Linked DNA regions of Sus scrofa: region 1 is linked to region 2. Evidence: chromatin contacts called from public targeted proximity ligation data. All regions are on one chromosome and are shown on one strand. The core of a region is the stretch at or near the end of the contact, and the rest is flanking DNA. Distances in the headings are between cores, read along the strand shown. Region 1 overlaps KIFAP3 (kinesin-associated protein 3). Region 2 has its middle 45 kb from the start of METTL11B.

Region 1 (3,035 bases), core at 349-2,848, 240 kb before region 2:
AAAGCAAAACAAAGAATAATAGATGAAAAAGGTACAGACGGCTTGATGTAAGAACTATATCTTTGAACTCATGGCAATGTAATCTCTGCTGTCAAGTGTCTACCATATCATTAGGCTACAGGTATAAAAACAACCACCATGACTATATCTAATGACAACATTTCATCCCTCAAATGCTTATGCTTGTTTATTTTTCCAACTATGGCTTTTGTAAATTTTGATATATAAAACTGCATATAATTCAGAATTCTCATAAAAGCATAAATTGTACATTTTAATTATATAATAGCTCAAAGAAAAATGTTCATGATTTTCATTTTAAGAGGTTAATTTAAATAAATTTTGGAAATGTGGTATAACTTTTTCAAAATACGTTCTGAAATTCTAATTGTATTAGAACAACAAAGATAAATACAGAGGTGGTTAAAAGTTTATTCTGTTTTGGAAACTGGTCTTTGATTCATACTGAAAAGTAGCTATCAATCTTCAAAGCAAGAAATCTGATTCTAAGAAATTCTGATTTCTATTATCAAAAAATTCATATCATATACATTTTACATCACTTTACTTCATGAATATCAGAATATGTAAGGAACAGCTGCTTGTCATTACTGAACTAAGAAATCCTGGTTGGTTGAAATTAATGATCTACTCCATCTGGTTTGAAACACAAAGTGGTATTTCATAACTACTGTAAAGTTCAGTTAGGAAGAAATCTATTCAATTTTCAAAGTAAAGTATCACTTTTCCAGGATTCAAGTATCTATATCAAATACAAAAATAATGCAGCATTATGGGCAATATATACAATACACTATTATGAAAACATGAATGAGTACACAGTAGAAAAAAATGAGCCATCAATTCAGATACAATTATTTTAAATGCTTATTTCCAGTCTGCTACAGATCTTAATTAGAAATCCTTTCCTTCTTCTTTTCAACTAAATGATTTCAATAAAGTTATTAATATTGACAACAGTGCAACACATTAAAGGGCAAAACATGCAAAAACTAACTGTTCTTGCCAAAATCCCTGAAAAAAGGCAGGATGGCAGAATCAACAAAGTTATGATATATGTAAAATATATGTACAAATTAAATTTTACCTTGAAGATACTGGCAGTTTTGAATGAAAAAAAATTATTGCTGTAAAGTATCTAAATCTTCCCAACCAGAATACCAAATAGGGGTCGCTAGCTAGAAACTAAAGCAAAACCATGGCAAAATGAGACTGTTAAAATGAAATACATTGGAAGACTAACATAAATTAGTAAAATATACATTTAAATACAAGCAGAATAGAGTAAGATATCACTTTCACACGGAAGTCAGAAATCTTGAAGATGTCATTTTTAAGTTACACATTCTAGAAGGCAATAAACTAAGAGCAATTAATTTTCCTAGTTACAGCCTTTTTAATGGAGATGACATTAAAGATTAACTTGGAAAAAAATAATGGTGAGCTAATAGATTTGCTTGGTATGTATTGATGTTATGTCTGAAATCATTAGCCGAAGACTATTTATATATCAAAAGTGCTTACAAAGCTTGGCAATGAGCAAGGCTGATAGACTAAAATTGCTATTTATAGCACACAAACAATTTATTTTTGCTTTGGTTATCATCTTACCTGAGCTGTAGAAAAGGTCAGGTCTCTCGAGAATATCTCCTTCATGGATGTATGGCTCAATTCGATCATCACCATACAAGTACTGCTCACTCTCATCCATCTGACGACTCTCTACCATCTCCAGCCACTGAGAGTTATGCCAGCGAAACTTTTCACTCTGAATTTTCTTAGCCCATTCTTCATCATATTCCTGTGGCAAAAAATAGTCAATTATTTTTGTGTAAGTTTGTGAAGGAATTCCCTTGGCACTCAAGATAGTACTTTTATAAGAAGAGAATGGTGGGGGATTGTTTGGGTTAGAGGAAACATTAAAAGTACTTGTTTAGAATTATTGTATACAATAACCAATAAAAATCAAATACATATATTAAAGACATCTCTGTTTAGATTACCAATCACTACTGGCAATGGCAAAAATTAGAAAAGTTCAAATTTCACAAATTCTTTTTAAGTATTACTAGAATTCAGGTAAGCAATCAGACTTCAGCTTCCAAAAAGTTTTGTGACTATAATTATTGTGGCAGTGACAGGTAGTTAAGTATTAAAATTATATCTTTTGCTGCATCTTTTTGTTTAGATAACATTTTTTAGTAGAAAAAGAATCACTATTAACAACTGAAATGGTTTATTACAAAAACAAATATAATTTAATTCGATTCTGTTTCAACCACAAAATAATGTCTTATTTATAATTATTTCTTTAAATATCTCCTGCTTCAACCATGAACTCTTGAGGAGCAAGACTGTGGCTTATTCACATATTTGTGACATCTGTTTACACACAAGTCATTGGTGGATGTTTCTGAAGGACAAGTAGGCAAGATATAAGCTACAGCTGAACCTATCTAGTGCCCTACAGTTTACGGTTACTTCTGACAAGTATATTCACTTGAAAATTAATAGACAGTGCTACTGATAGCCTAGATAGAAAAAAAAAAAAGGCTTCAGGTATTTGTCATTTGAATCCCGGGGTCCTTAATCTTGAATTCCTCTGTCATATCTTTAACACTTTTGTTTACAATTCTTTTCTTTTCTTTTTTTTTTTTTTTTTGTCTTTTTGCTATTTCTTGGGCCACTCCCACGGCATATGGAGGTTCCCAGGCTACGGGTCTAATCGGAGCTGTGGCCGCCAGCCTACGCCAGAGCCACAGCAAAGCAGGATCTGAGCCGCGTCTGCAACCTACACCACAGCTCACGGCAACGCCGGATCGTTAACCCACGGAGCAAGGGCAGGGACCAAACCCGCAACCTCGTGGTTCCTAGTCGGATTCGTTAACCACTGCGCCACGACGGGAACTCCTACAATTATTTCCTTAAATTTAACTTTCAAATTATCAATATATCTCTTAGCAGTATCAGCTGTCACACTATGTGTTCTATACTGTACATCTCTGAAACTATAT
Region 2 (2,856 bases), core at 290-2,789:
CAAGTCATCCTCCCCTTCCTCATTAATTCATACATCATTGTCTGTACTCAGGGCGAAGGAGGCTGTCAAAGATAATGAGAATTTGCACGAAAAAGGTGTTAACTTCTAAAATAGATGGTTTAAATGATTGATCAAACTAAATTTTATATTTGACTGAATTCTTAGTGTATTTTTCTCACTTACCTTTTGAAGAAACCCAGACTGTTTCTCATAAAATACTAACCCCTATATTTCTCTGCTTTCCTCATTTGCAGTGTATGAGTATGCAGCATGTGAGTTAAATTCTACCACATAATGGCTGACTGTAGCTGTAATATTTACCTTTTCTGGGATATTAGTATTTTAATGGGTGATTCTAAGAGGTCCACTTTTATAAATTGAAGGACTTAACTTTAATGTTTAGAACAGGATTTGGCGAACAGCCTGAAGACCAAATCCAGCCCAGTTTGTTTTTGTAAATAAAGTTTTATTGGAACACTGCCACACTCATTGTTTTTTACATAATGTCTGTGGCTGCTTTTTCATTATGACAGCAGAATCGAGTAGTTGCAACAGAGTCTGTATGGTCTGCAAAGCCAAAAATATTATTATCCAGCTTTTTAATGAAAAAATTTGCTGACTCCTGGTATAGAAGAATATGGTTTTACTGAGCTTCTTTTCCCATTCCCTTTTTATTCAGATGAGGTTGCCGAGATCCTAAGAGGTTAGCAACACGTCAAGGTCACAACAGAAGTAAGGAGGGGGTCAAGATATAAACCATGGAATTTTATATGTGGTGAAAGACTAGTGGCGAAATCTTTACAGATTTGGGTTCCTTTGAAGAGCTTTGTATTAACTAATATTCCTGAGATTGCCTGATTATTGTAAACTCAACTTATTAATAAACTCTAGAATAAAATAAAAAATAATAAATGAGGAGTTAATTGTCCTGGCTAGGATCCATGAGGATGTGGGTTCCATTCCTGCATTTCTGTGGCTGTGGTGTAGGCTGGTGGCTGCAGCTCCTACTGGATCCCTAGCCTGGGAATCTCCATATGGCTGCAAGTGTGGCCCTAAAAGCAAAAAGCAAAAAAAAAAAAAAAAAAAAAAATTCCCTTTGAGCTGGTGAAATCACCAGGCTTTTATAACAATGGAAAGACTCAGTTCAGTCAATGTGTCCCTGACATACCTAGGGCCTGCATTATGGGACATTCATTATCTATTAGATAAATAAGTCCCAAAGGAGGGTCCAGTGTGTCATGTTGCACAGTTTAGGGATTTGGAAGATAACCTTAAATATTGGTTGCTGGAATCTCAAATGAAATTCCAACTGGGAGGGTGTCTCTAACCCTGATCTGTTCTAAGAGTCTGTCAGAGAGACAAGGGCCATGTAAGTTAGTGCTGCTTCCCAGTCCCTTAAAGAAACTGAGCCACTAAGGAACAGAATACAGAATGGTTGTTAAGTTGCTGCCTCTGTCTCTCCTTCCTCGGAAGAGTCCTCTCCACCTGCTCTCTCATTTCATCTCCTAACCTCATGTTACTTTTCACCTCTTGCTCTTAAGAGCTGGCCCTGCCACCCCATTGAAATAGGAAGGGTTTTTCAGGCCTTACCTCATTTGACCCTTCTGAGACATCTGACATCTTTGTCCACACCCTTTTTAATAATGCTTTCTCCTCCCTTGGCTTATGCCCTGCTCATGTAATTCTCCTGACTTGTTACTTCTCCCCAGGCTCATTCTTCAGCTGTCCCCACCTCAAATAAGGACCCTTGGGTTCCTAATCACTATATTTTTTTTTCTTGGTATTTTAAAATTATAGTTGATTTACAATGTTGTGTCATTTTCTTTTCTACAGCAAAGTGACCCAGTCATACATACATATACATTCTTTTTCTTATATTATCTTTCATCATGTTCTATCCCAAGAGACTGGATATAGTTCCCTGTGCTGTACAGTAAGTTAAATCTGCATATAACCTTGGATATATATGTCCTTGTATATAGTCACCTGGAAAATCTCATGTATGGTCAACTGCTAGCTACCTGGACTTGTCTCCCATATCTGCTTTTAGCCCACATCTCCCTTCTAAACTAGAATTCATATCTATTTGTACATGGAACATTTCCACTGGATTTCCCTAAGTTTGAGTTTCCCAAACTTAGAAAGTCCAAAGATGAAAACACAATCTTTTCCCTAAACTTGATAGCTTCCTTGATATTTTAAACTTATCACCCGTGTACTCAAAACCCTTCATTGACTTCCAAGAGCTACAGGGAATAAAGTTCCTAAATTCCAAAATCCCTCCATGAACTGGCTCCTGCCAGCCTCCTCTCTTACTTAAACTTTACTCTCTCTACTCCTGCTATTTCTTGCTTTCTCCTTCCTGTGTTATTTTTCTGTTCCTCGAATCCCTTTGTCGTTAAGTGAGCACCTACTCAGCTTTCAAAATTCAGAAGGTACTGCCTTCTTTACCATCATCCAATAAGACACTGGACTCTAAAAAAGGAAGGCCCCAGGCCTTACTTCCTTATCTCTGCACTTCTGTGGGTCCTGAAATTCATCATCCTGAATGGTTGAGTAGCCATGAAAAAGGTCCTTTGTGGTGACGACTTACTCCTTGCTGGGCAAGACTTTAACTGGCTGCAGTTTGTTGCAGAATTTTCCAGTTTCCCCACCCATCTGGGATTATCTTACTAGACTCACTTTAATAGCTCTGGGGCCAAGTGAGTGGTAATTCTTGGAGAAATTTAATTACAGTACTGTTAGTCAAAATTCTTCTAGAGAAAACAATGCAATAACTGTAATTAGGATAATTTCATAGAGGCAGAGTATACCACTTTATTCAGCATTTAGGACTTTATAAAGAGGCAGCACAAT

What was found.
Region 1: a targeted proximity ligation map of skeletal muscle shows a contact between it and region 2. A contact is called at or near these places in 1 of 47 Hi-C or Micro-C datasets (embryonic fibroblasts) and 1 of 2 datasets of targeted methods (skeletal muscle).

The regions. Positions count from the first base shown.
Region 1 is chr4:81,068,519-81,071,553 of Sscrofa11.1, reverse strand. KIFAP3 (kinesin-associated protein 3) reads right to left here. Exons shown (of 21, transcript XM_021089425.1): 18 at 1,633-1,822. Among named protein-coding and RNA genes, the nearest start is that of SCYL3, 64 kb to the left of the region's middle.
Region 2 is chr4:80,830,689-80,833,544 of Sscrofa11.1, reverse strand. No RefSeq gene overlaps it. Among named protein-coding and RNA genes, the nearest start is that of METTL11B, 45 kb to the left of the region's middle.